Regions from separate parts of the Mus musculus genome. Here all the other regions are linked to region 2. A link is a contact called in public promoter capture Hi-C data. All regions are on one chromosome and are shown on one strand. Each heading gives the region's core, a stretch centred on a gene start, on an enhancer-like site or on the middle of the called end of the contact. The rest is flanking DNA. Distances are from core to core; before and after follow the strand shown.

What was found. Promoter capture Hi-C pulls out the DNA fragments that hold promoters and counts their contacts. Capture Hi-C pulls out chosen DNA fragments and counts their contacts.
Region 1: a promoter capture Hi-C map of pre-B cells shows a contact between it and region 2, with 2.4 times the contacts expected there. The contact joins the promoter of Inpp5f here to the enhancer-like site in region 2. A contact is called at or near these places in 4 of 39 promoter capture datasets (fetal liver, hematopoietic stem and progenitor cells, pre-B cells and 1 more), 3 of 484 Hi-C or Micro-C datasets (CD4 T cells and CD8 central memory T cells) and 8 of 115 datasets of contacts at active chromatin or transcription factors (CD8 T cells, effector CD8 T cells, embryonic stem cells and 4 more).
Region 3: a promoter capture Hi-C map of adipose tissue shows a contact between it and region 2. The contact joins two enhancer-like sites. A contact is called at or near these places in 2 of 115 datasets of contacts at active chromatin or transcription factors (effector CD8 T cells and memory CD8 T cells) and 2 of 9 other capture datasets (adipose tissue and embryonic stem cells).

What each region holds. Positions count from the first base shown.
Region 1 is chr7:128,609,447-128,613,177 of GRCm38.p6, forward strand. Inpp5f (inositol polyphosphate-5-phosphatase F) reads left to right here and starts at 1,919. Exons shown (of 20, transcript NM_178641.5): 1 at 1,919-2,245. The coding sequence starts at 2,149.
Region 2 is chr7:128,389,964-128,393,662 of GRCm38.p6, forward strand. The region is part of intron 3 of Rgs10 (regulator of G-protein signalling 10); the gene reads right to left. Among named protein-coding and RNA genes, the nearest start is that of Gm39092, 25 kb to the left of the region's middle. Within about 2 kb of position 2,153, at least 166 of the 459 cell types and tissues checked have an H3K27ac peak or open chromatin away from gene starts, as enhancers often do. A contact at or near this core is called in CD8 T cells, CD8 central memory T cells, adipose tissue and 7 more, where this site is marked.
Region 3 is chr7:128,573,920-128,577,307 of GRCm38.p6, forward strand. No RefSeq gene overlaps it. Among named protein-coding and RNA genes, the nearest start is that of Inpp5f, 36 kb to the right of the region's middle. Within about 2 kb of position 2,087, at least 13 of the 459 cell types and tissues checked have an H3K27ac peak or open chromatin away from gene starts, as enhancers often do. A contact at or near this core is called in adipose tissue, where this site is marked.

The DNA of each region.
Region 1 (3,731 bases), core at 669-3,168, 220 kb after region 2:
CCCAGCTGATGAGTTCTGAATTCGGCAGTTGAATCCTTCTCAACAGTCTGTTTTATGGGAACCTTTATAAACGTGATCCGCAGTTCTGGTTCCGGAATGAGGGATCCTCCTTGCGCCAGTCCCGAGTTTTTTTCTCGTCCCGGAATTCGGCACCAATTGTTATTAGACGCGTTCTCACGACCGGCCAGGAAGAACACCACAGACCAGAATCTTCTGCGGCAAAGCTTTATTCTTACATCTTCAGGAACAGAGTGCAAGAAGCAAGAGAGCAAGAAGCAAGAGAGAGAGAAAAGCAAGAGAGCGAAAGAGCAAGAGAGAGAGAAAAGCAAGAGAGAGAGAAAAGCAAGAGAGAGAAGCAAGAGAGAGAAGCAAGAGAGCGAAGCAAGAGAGAGAGAGAAAACGAAACCCCGTCCCTCTTAAGGAGCATTCTCCTTCGCCTCGGACGTGTCACTCCCTGATTGGCTGCAGCCCATCGGCCGAGTTGACGTCACGGGGAAGGCAGAGCACAAGTAGTCATAAGATACCCTTGGCACATGCGCAGATTATTTGTTTACCACTTAGAACACAGCTGTCAGCGCCATCTTGTAACGGCGAATGTGGGCGCGGCTCCCAACACAGCAGCACCACCACCAGCAGCACCACCACCAGCAGCAGCAGCACCACCATTTACTTTATATTTATGAACCTGTGCACTACACCCATACAGGAACAGAGGTCAGAAGAGGTGTCTCATCACAGTTGGTTGTGAGCTGCCCTGGAGGTGCTGGGAACTGAACCGGAGGTCCTCTGCAAAAGTAGCAAAGTACTCTTGAGCCACCCAGCTCCGGTGGTTAGGCCTCTTTTTTTTTTTTTTTTTTTTAAAGATTGCTTTAAAGGAAGACAGGAACATACAGAATTGGGAGTCTAAGAGTGTAGTAAAGGTCACGAATTCAATCAGTAGAGACTAAAATTGTCCCAAGATCACACAGAACAAGACAGACCCAAAGTCTGGAGACTGGGAGATAGGTCTAGAACTGGAAGCTTTTTCTCCTAAATCTTTCTGGTTCAGATTGACACCTGGCCATTTTACCATCTCTGAGTGACGTCCCTTTTACTGACTTCCTGTAGGCCGGCTTCTCAGACTTTGCTGTACCTTCTCCTCACTAGCCCAGCTAACTCTAAGTGTGTATTCTGTGGAGACACATCTCCACTAATGTGCATTTACTAAATGATTATTGGTGTCCAGGTTCTAATAGGAAATGCCAAAACAGAGCGGCCTCTGCTCAGCCGAGTGCTAACTTGGGGTAGAACCCTGGAGACAACCATGGCTGTACTTCTGGGCTTGGTTTGGTCTTTGCTCAGACTAGGGGTAAATGTACTCCGAGGAGGAAGGAATGTCAGGTGGATTCGGGGACTTGACCAGACTTTTCTAGGAGCTAATGGAAGGAATGAAGGACTGGCTTGCACATCAGGGAAAGATCAAGAAATGGCTGCATAAAGGGCGTCGAGCCAGTATAACCAGACTTAGGCTCAGGGCCTGCCTGAGGTCGCAGCTGGTAAGGCCGGCGAGTGGGAGAGGCAGAGGAGTAGAGGCTATAGACAGAGAGGGAGGAACTGAAAGAGGTGCGGCGAGAGCTGAAAGGAGAAAGAGGATTGAGACACAGGCTGGGAGAGGGCTGAGCCAGAAACTCGTGGGCGGGACCAGGGCGGGGCCTAGGAGGGCTTTCGGAGAACTACAGAGGGAGGCGGAGTCGGAAGGTCGGAGGAGGAGCCTGAGCAAGGGCGGAGCCTAAGGGAGAGGGGAGGAACTATAGGAGGGAAAGTTGCACGCTGAGGGGAGGAACCTGGGAGGAGGCGGAGTCTAGAGGGAGCCAGGATGAACTGTAGGAGGTGGAGTCTCAGGATAGGGGGCGGAGCCTAGGTACAGGAGTTGTGGGGGGAGGGGGAAAAGGCCTCCCGGGCCTCGGCCGCCCAAGCGTGTTCTTGGCCCGCGGGTCAGGCCCCCGAGTGCTTCCCCACTCTGTTCTTCCGTGGGCTGGGTCCTCGGAGTCTCCTTGAGGCACGGACTCTGGTGGTCTCGGTGGAGGAGGACTCCAGCATCGCTCCAGGGCGGGCCGCTGCCGTGCCTGGGCCGGGGGACCGCCGCCTCCCGGAGCGCGTGGGGCCGGCATGGAGCTCTTTCAGGCTAAGGACCACTACATCCTGCAGCAGGGCGAGCGTGCCCTGTGGTGCAGCCGGCGCGACGGCGGCCTGCAGCTCCGACCGGGTGAGGCGCGCGGCGCGGGCTGGGTGGGGCGCGCGGGCCAGCTGGAGCGCGGGGGGCGCGGCCCGGCCCCTCCGGCCCCGGGATCGCGAGGCTGGGCGGGACGCTTGGGGATGTCAGCGCTAGTCCTGAGGGGAGCGGCCGCCGCTTCGGGGAGTCCTCCTGCCTCAGGGAGGCGGGGAAGGCCGGTCACCCCCTTTAGTGCACCTCTTCCAGTATCTGGGGCCTGGGGTGCGGGGATAGGGTCCCTTATGAACCCCTCGTAGGCCTCCACCTGCAGCGTCTTCTCACGGTCCAGCGTGGGAAGTTCTGGGTTCCAGTCCCATCAGTTCAGTGGAACCTAATGCGGGACACTCCTTCTTGACATCCTTGAGTTGTTCCCGGTCACTTATTAAAGAGTGACTTCAGGACGGTTACCTCACAGGACTTGATCGAAAACTAGTGTATGAATTGCCATTTTCAAGAAGAAGTCGTGTTGGATGTCTGTCACACACAGTTAGGAGAGGTCAAAGTCTCCAGCCATCAGTTTGCTTTAGAAAACTTTGTTTGCAGTTAGTTGGCTTAAATAGTAGCTCCTGTTCTCAGACAGCTGCGGTCAGTTATCGCTCGGAGGAGTTTGGGCAGCTTCTACTTAGTTCTCCAGTGCTTTTTTCCTTCATTGGTCAACACTTTTTTACTTTAGGAAAAGTGAGACTGGAACTCTTGAACGAGCCACGGCATTGGACGTTTTCCTGCGTTCTTTGAGTACATCCAGTAGAATAACTTCAAGGGAGCTTTTTAGGTCATCCTGTTACCTCTTATGGGATGGCTTCTGAGGACAGGTCCTTTCGTGTCTTAGTGCCAATCCCCACAGCAGCCTGAAAGAGTAGGGTCAGGATCTTCTTTCTCAGGTGAGGAGAGAAGTGTGAGATCCCAGAAAGTGGAGCGGTTTGGTGACACTTTTCATCAGTGTCCATTGTGTCCTTACGGAGACCTGCAAAGTTACTCTGCTAGAGCGGTGAAGAACAACTTTTTTTCTTCTTCAGAAATATGGCTCTGGTTGTATTTTCTTGCCGCTGTATTTTATTTCCTCTTTTCAGAATGGAGGCACTACGGTGGCCACAGTAAGACTTTTGGTGACCTTGGAATAGATGATGGGCCACTTTATTCTAATCTGACCACTTTTCCTAGCCTGTCACCCTGCAAGGTGTAAAGCAGGGGGGAATTTAGCTGTAAAAGTCCCGCGGGCCAAATTCCTGGCAGCTGGAATGCATAAATGGAGGGAGCTTGGAGTCCTTCTCAGCTCATCAGACAGGACTTTTCATCTCCGCAGGTCAGTTTTCTCAAGCAGAAAGTTTAGCCGGGCCCTTTCCTGGAGCTAGCCCTGAGGTTTGCTCTTTGTTTGTCCAAAGTTCGTATCAGAGAGCAAGTGTAAAACTTTTCACCATTATCAAAAGTTTGGTATAGCATCACAGTTCAGTGTATCTCATTTCGTAGATACGTATCCCAT
Region 2 (3,699 bases), core at 903-3,402:
GACAAACTGTGTCCTCTAAGTGAATTTTTAGAGAGCATCTCTCTATTTACCATCTTACACCTGTGTACCACTGAGTGTGCAGGTGATTCAAAGCAGATGCATTGTGAGAAGGGACATATGCACAGTAAAATTTCTATCTTAGACGTGTCAGTTAAAATAGAGAGTCACCCATGGCATGGCCCTTAGTAAACACCCCCTCCTTCCTCAGAACCCCATCAAAGTAGTCTCAGGCAGTAAGCTGGGGCCCCTGCGTGTACCCATACTCGTGTGGCCCGCTGTCAGTCATTGTATGTTTTTAAGATAGGGTCTCACTCTGTAGCTCTGGCTGTCCTGGAACTCGCTATGGAGACCAGGCTGGCCTCACACTCACAGAGATCCACCTTCCTCTGCTTCCTGAGTGCTGGGATTAAATTCTTGTGCCACCATGCCTGGCCTCTGTTGTTCCTCTTGACAGTGTCTTTCTTTTGAGCTATACTAGGGTGGCTAGGTTTTTGAATACTTTCCCTGCTTCTCCTTTTTTTTTTAAAGATTGATTGATTGATTGATTGATTGATTGATTGATGTACACTGTCACTGTCTTCAGACACACCAGAAGAGGGCATCGGATCCCCACTACAGACGGTTGTGAGCCACCATGTTGAGAATTGAACCCAGGACCTCTGGAAGAGCAGTCAGTGCTCCTAACCACTGAGCCATCTCTCCAGCACCGTTACCTTGCTACTTTCCAGTCTTTGTGCACCTTTATTTCAATTCCTTGACTAGGAATTCCTGGAAATGCCTGGGGCAGAGGCATGGATGGGGGTTCTCTTTGGAGTGTTGAGAAGATTTGGGATCCGGTAAGTGGTCGTGCCTGCACAGCATTGTGAATACATTCGGTGCCATGGAGACACTCCAAAGGTTTTTAATTATGTGTGTTTCACCAGGTCAAATAAAGTCTCATGAAACTACCCATATGTACATGCATTGCCACCAGCGCCTGCTGTGCCATGGACATGCTAAGCCTGCTTCCCTTCCCTTAACCTCTTGGTCTTTCTCCCCTGTTAATGCTGGTTTCCTGATGAGGACCAGGGCCAGAACAGGTGACACCAAGACTGTCTGACTCCAAACTTCAGCCCTACTCTGGTCCCACAAGGCACCCTGAGCTCTCTAGGATAGATGGCTTATCTGTCTTCCAGTGGAAGAAGTTTTCACACAGTAAGTGTAAGTGATGCAGAGAAAAACACTCACTGTATGCCAAAAGTCCCCAGCGCAGCCCCACTGGGAATCTTGGAGACAAGGGCTGACAAGATGTTCACTCACCTGCAGTCTCATTACACTGAGAGCTGTGGCAGGGCCGTGACATGGCCTGATGGTAGGAGCAATTAAGAACCGTGACAGGGCTATGACCTTCCCTGATGGCAGAAGCCAGCTTTATTTAAAGTCTTCAGAGTTGTGGTGGGCAGGGCTGCAGTCTCAGCACTCTCCACCAGAACTTCCCTCCCTCTTCTTGAAGAGAATGGGGCCATCTGTGGCAGCAGAGATAGCTCCTGTGTGAACCTCAAGCCTCAGACCCCCCTCCAACCCCACAGAGCAAGGCAATGAAGAGATGCCTTTCACACAGCTGAAGTGTGTGGAGGAGGTGGGGGAGGTCAGGAGACCCTAAGATAACACTTTTTTTCTCCCAGAGAGGCTCTCAGCCTAAGAGGACACTTGCAGAACTTCACTGGGAGAACACCCGGCTCTGAAAACTTCTGCTCTTAGGGAAATCCCTGGACGTTTTCAATTAGCCGTGCTTAAAGAGAAGAAAAGCGCTCGTTTCAAGCCAGAGACCAGAAAGCTAAAGACCCTATGAGGCTGAGGCCTGACTCTGTCTCTGCTGATATAGGAACAGTGCCCAAAGCGGGGACAGCGCTCAAAGCCTTGTGTCTGTTCTTCCTGCCTGCAGGAGCAATTCGTTTATGTCAAACTCAAAGACATGGGAGCCTCTTGAGATAAATACGACTATTCCTGGGGAAGGTCTGGGGACCATCATGAGGCCTGCCCCGGAAGAGCAGTTTGGAACTTCATGTCTCTCAAAGACCCACCAGTTCCACAGAGCCATGAGTGTCTTCCACCATCCCCATTCTGTCAGAAGGGAACATTTTTGGAAACCCACTTCCTGTTTTAAAGTTACTTCATGAAAGTAGAATTTCAGTTGGCCAGATGAGCGAACTGCGTGCAACAGTCTGCAGGTCTCCCCTCCTAAGACATCCACACAGCTGTTCTGCCATGCACGCATGCACACACATGGCTCCCATGAACTCAGGCTCTCTTGGGGGAGTTCTGAAAATGAGACACAGAAGTGAGCAGCTTGAGGCTCCATATGTGGGGGCAGGTGGCCCAAGGGAGAGGAAGCAGGTGTGGGGGGAGGGGGCACTATCAACCAGCCCTCTCGAATCAGCTGTCCTTCCCCAGCCACTGAGGACAGGGTGCGCCCCTGGGCTGACCCAGTGGGTACAGGAGAATGAGTGAGCAGGCTTATCTGCGCTAGGATAGGAAGTGTGACCGAAAAGGGAAACCCTGAGACAGCTGACCACAGGCCAGTCACGGGAAGGCCTGGTGTCCAGGCCGAGACTTGAACAGAAAAGAAGAACTGCTCGCTTGAGCTATTCTGGTAGAATTTTCCAGAGTTTTGTTAACCCTGTTCTAGCCGCCGCCGCCGCTGTAAGAATAAGAACAGACTAGCTCCCTTGGTGGAGTCAGTTCTGAGTGTGTGAAAGTGCTGGCATATGCACCTAGCCACTGCCTCCACCACAGCCCTCCCTTCCCTGAGACAGACAGATAGATGTATCCGGTCTCGGCTCCTTCCAGGCACAGGTCAGGGCCCTTCCTGCAGGTGCTATGAAGCCTGGTTTGCACCCACACTGGGTAGGAAGTCAGCCTGAAACCCTGCTCCCAACCAGCGCAGGTTTAAGAGAAGTGAATTCACTTTGCTCAGAGCCCCAGACACCGGTCTGCTCAGAACAGCAAAGTCATCAGTTGTCCAGTGCTCAGGAAGGTGCAGTGTGGTCTCTCTCTCTCTCTCTCTCTCTCTCTCTCTCTCAGACACACACACACACACACACACTTAGGGCCCACGCTGATGCTCAGCCACCATAAAAGCTTTCACTTCACTTCCTCGTGGCAATCAGCCTCCTCACTCCCAATTTCTACAGACACAGCTCAAGAGTAGACGGGAGCTCCTCCCACCCGCTCTGCTCTCCACCTCTCAGCTGAATCCCACAGGCTAGGCCATGTTGCCTGGGGGCTCCTGGCGGCTTCTGGTTACTAAGCCCCTCCAGGGGTCTCTGGCTCCAGTCCTGGGTAACACCTGCCTTCTTCCTTCACCCTGCTCCCTCACCAGGAGAGCCTCAGATTCTGCCGTTCGCCTTCAGCACGGCCTGTGTCCTAGACATTCCCTAAATTTGAGTCCTGCCCCGGATGCTGTAACTACTCTCATATAACTACCACGCAGCCTAACAGTCTCCTAAGCTACTGGCTCATGAGTCAACTGACCATTGGCAACACAGGTAGGGAGTCCCAGAGACATCAAAAGAAGGGAAGGTCACCTGTCCAGGGCTCCTCTAGTCTTTCCTCTAGGAAGGTGGAGCTTCAAGTCCCTGCAGCATCTCTGCATATGGCCCACACCCTATTTGCGGCATGCCTGACTCTGGAACACATCTCCCATCAGCACCTCTATCC
Region 3 (3,388 bases), core at 837-3,336, 180 kb after region 2:
TCCTCATAGAAAACAGAGAGGTCTTGCTGGAGAGGTGACTCAGCACATAAGCTCATTTGCTGTTCTGCCAGGATCCAGGAGAAACTCAAGGATCCTGTTTCACCTTGACCTTGGACACACACCCCCCCCCCCGCCCCCCGTCCTCCAGCCTCTAGAAGAGCACCCACTATGTGTTGGTCTTGCTCTGCACCGTACCCAGCTAGACGATATTATGGCGCTTTTTTCTAGCTAATATGATCTCAAGTCCCCGTCTGCTCCTGCGGCAGAGCAAGAGACTGACAATCAGACGAGTCTGCTTTCTCTATTCTAATTACCGTGCTTCTTAGCCTTTCTTATTGTGCTATTACAGAGTCTGGTAAAATGCTGGGCACTGAGAGACTTACATGTTCTGTTCCCTCACTTAATGAGAGTGCCTGTGGCATTTCATAGATGAATACCACATTTGCTGCTGGGTCTTAATCAATACCTTTCTTCCAATTAATCAGCCTTGAAGAAAAAAAAAAAAAAACCTCCTGTTCCTACCCTCCTGTCTGGACACCCATGCTCACCCTACTGTAGAGAAAATAAATTACAGGCTCCTTTTTGTTCCATGTCTTTGTCTAGCTTCTTTTTTATGCCAGAAAAACCATCTTCAACTTTCAGACACCTGACAGCTTTTAGAGGGCGATGCGCAATTTCAGTCCCTTTTCTGCTGCAGGGTAGAAAGAAAGATGATTCCTGCTTTTATCCCCTTTTGGGAGAAATACTGTCATCCTTTAATAGCTCCCTCTCTCTAGGGAGAGGAGACCACTCCTAGCAGTAGGTGGTCTCAGAGATGAGGCTCCAAGCGCTGCTCTTCTTCCATTTTCTGAGTTCAGGAAAGAGCTCCGCTGTGTTTGCCAGCCATTGCCAGGACCACCTTCTGGGGAAGAGAGTAGTATGACTCCATCACTCTATTCTGGCTCCTCCATTAGGCCTGGATGGCTGTGAGTCCTGTTCCATTCAGTAGTCAGGGAGGAGGATGCTCTCATTTAGGGCTAAGTTTTTAAAGTCGTGTTAAAATCTGGCCTTCACTAAAGTTCTCTTCAAAAGTGGTGTTCCCATATGGCCAGATACTCTTGCTCGCCTACATTGTCTATTAGTGTGAATCTTAGAATGAGACAGAATGCCCTGAATCATGGACTCTGAGTGTAGCCTCTCATGAGACAAGGACTGGGTACATGAGCTGACAGCTTAGACACCAGCTTGCCCCTCCTTTAATAAGAATGACAGCTGTTTATTATGCCCCTCCTTGGAGCCAGGTAAAGTTCTCTCTCATTGGCTCCTTCTCCCTATGCCCTTGATGAAGTGTTGCCATCTTCATTTTCGATACCATGGCAGCTATGCCAGGGTAGAAGCGCCCACTGCTTGTGGCCTGAGTCGGGTCTTTGGCTCATTCTTCAGCAGCACAGAACCTGTGTTAGCCACGTGAGTGTCTGATCTTGCCAAAACATGCCCATGAGACAGGATTTCTCACTGTGTATCTCTGGCTGGCCTTGAACTCACGAAGATCTTCCTGGCCCTGTCTCCCAAGCATTGGATTTAAAGGCATGAGTCACCACATCCAGGCCCCAAATAAGTCTCTTTTTTCTTTATAAATATGTATTTATTTTTATTTTATGTGTCTGAGTGTTTTTCCTACATGTATATATGTGTACTGTATGCATGTCTAGTGCCCATAGAGGCCAGGAGCGGGTTCTGGATCCTCTGAAACTGGAGTTGCAGATGGTTGTAAACCACTACGTGTGTTCTGAGAACTGAACCCAGGTCCTTTTTAAAAGCAGTTAATGCTTTCAACTACGGAACCGTCTCTCTGTCCTCTCCCCTTCTCCGCCCAAATACATCTTTTTAAAAATATTGTGGCATAGGAGCCTGCCTCTAGGCCTTACAACCTGATTCAATGAGAATTCTACTTTCTTTATACAAGTCATTTGCTTTGGTCAACATTTGTTGGATGGCAGGTCCTTGGCATCCAGATGCATGGGGAACACTGAACTGAATAACATTTGGTCCCACTCCACCACACAGAAAATGCCAACTTCTTCTGTTGCCTCAACTGCGTGTTTTGACCTCTGACCTAAATGTGTTGTTTTCACGCTAGAGAAGAAATCTGAGAAAGCCAAGACTAAGATTCTCTCTCACAAGGTTTTTCTTCCTTTTTCTATTTCAACACTTTAACTCTTGGCAACCATGCATAAAAATATCCCCACTCCCCTTTCTCTGTATTTCTCTTTTTCTGTAGAGTTAAACAACAAGGTTGCCTCATTTTACAAACCTTTATGAAATCTCCTGTCACATACTCAGAAAAACAACTCTTCAAAAATGTTAAGCCGATAGTTAAGCCTTGCCCAGCCCTGTAATTCCAGCTGCCAGAGACTTATAGACAGGAAAATTGCAAGTTCAAGGCTCGTCTGGGCTACAGAGCAAGTTTAAGATCATCCTTGGCAACCTAGTGAGCTCCTATCTCAAAATAACGAGTAGGGAGTGGAGACCTAGTCATTGGTGGGGACCACTTTCCCAGAATTCCAGAGCTTTAGGTTTGATCCCCAACAGAGCAAACAGTAAGAGCAAAAACACCAATCACAATACAAAATTGAAAGAGGGCTGTGGATCTAGTCCTTTGTAGAGCACTTGCCTGGTAAGCAGGGAGGTCATGGATTCAACCCTAGTCCTGCAAAAATAAGTAAATGTATGTATGCAACAATAGTATTTCTACATCTACACCTGATGAATACCGGGTGTTCATGATCCCACTGTAGTCCCAAGCCTTTCTCAGGGTGAGCTCTTAGGCACAAAAATTATCTTGTGGGTTGACATACTTCAGTTAACAAGAACAGTTAGCCAGAAGCAGAACTATAGAAACCCAAAAAGCAAGGTCAGTACATTTAGAGACGTTTCCAGAACAACCGGTTTGGGTGGATTAGGTCTTTGTTTTAGTTTTGTCCGGTGGGGCAGTCTACATGTGAGGTTTAATGGCCTGAATGGTACTTCCATCATAGAGTCAGTTGTGGTAAGGTCTGGGACATGTTACAGCCCTTGCTTATAGCTCATGGTTAGTCAGGTTGGTGAGACTGTATGGGTGTAGCTTCTGACATTAGGAGGAGACAATATCTCACTCATAGCAAACTCCCTGATCTTCTGGCTCTTGGAATTTTTCCACTCCCTCTTGTACAATGTTCCCTGGGCCTTAGGCACGGGAGTTGTGTTGTAGATAGATCCACTGGGACTGAATTCCATGACTGCATTTTGACTGGTTGTGGTTTCTGTAGCCATCTCCCTCTGCTGCAAACAGAAGTTTCTTGATGAGAGGTGAGACCCATACTTCTCTGTGGGTATCAAGAGAGATATTTAGAGTGTAGCTCGAGATTGT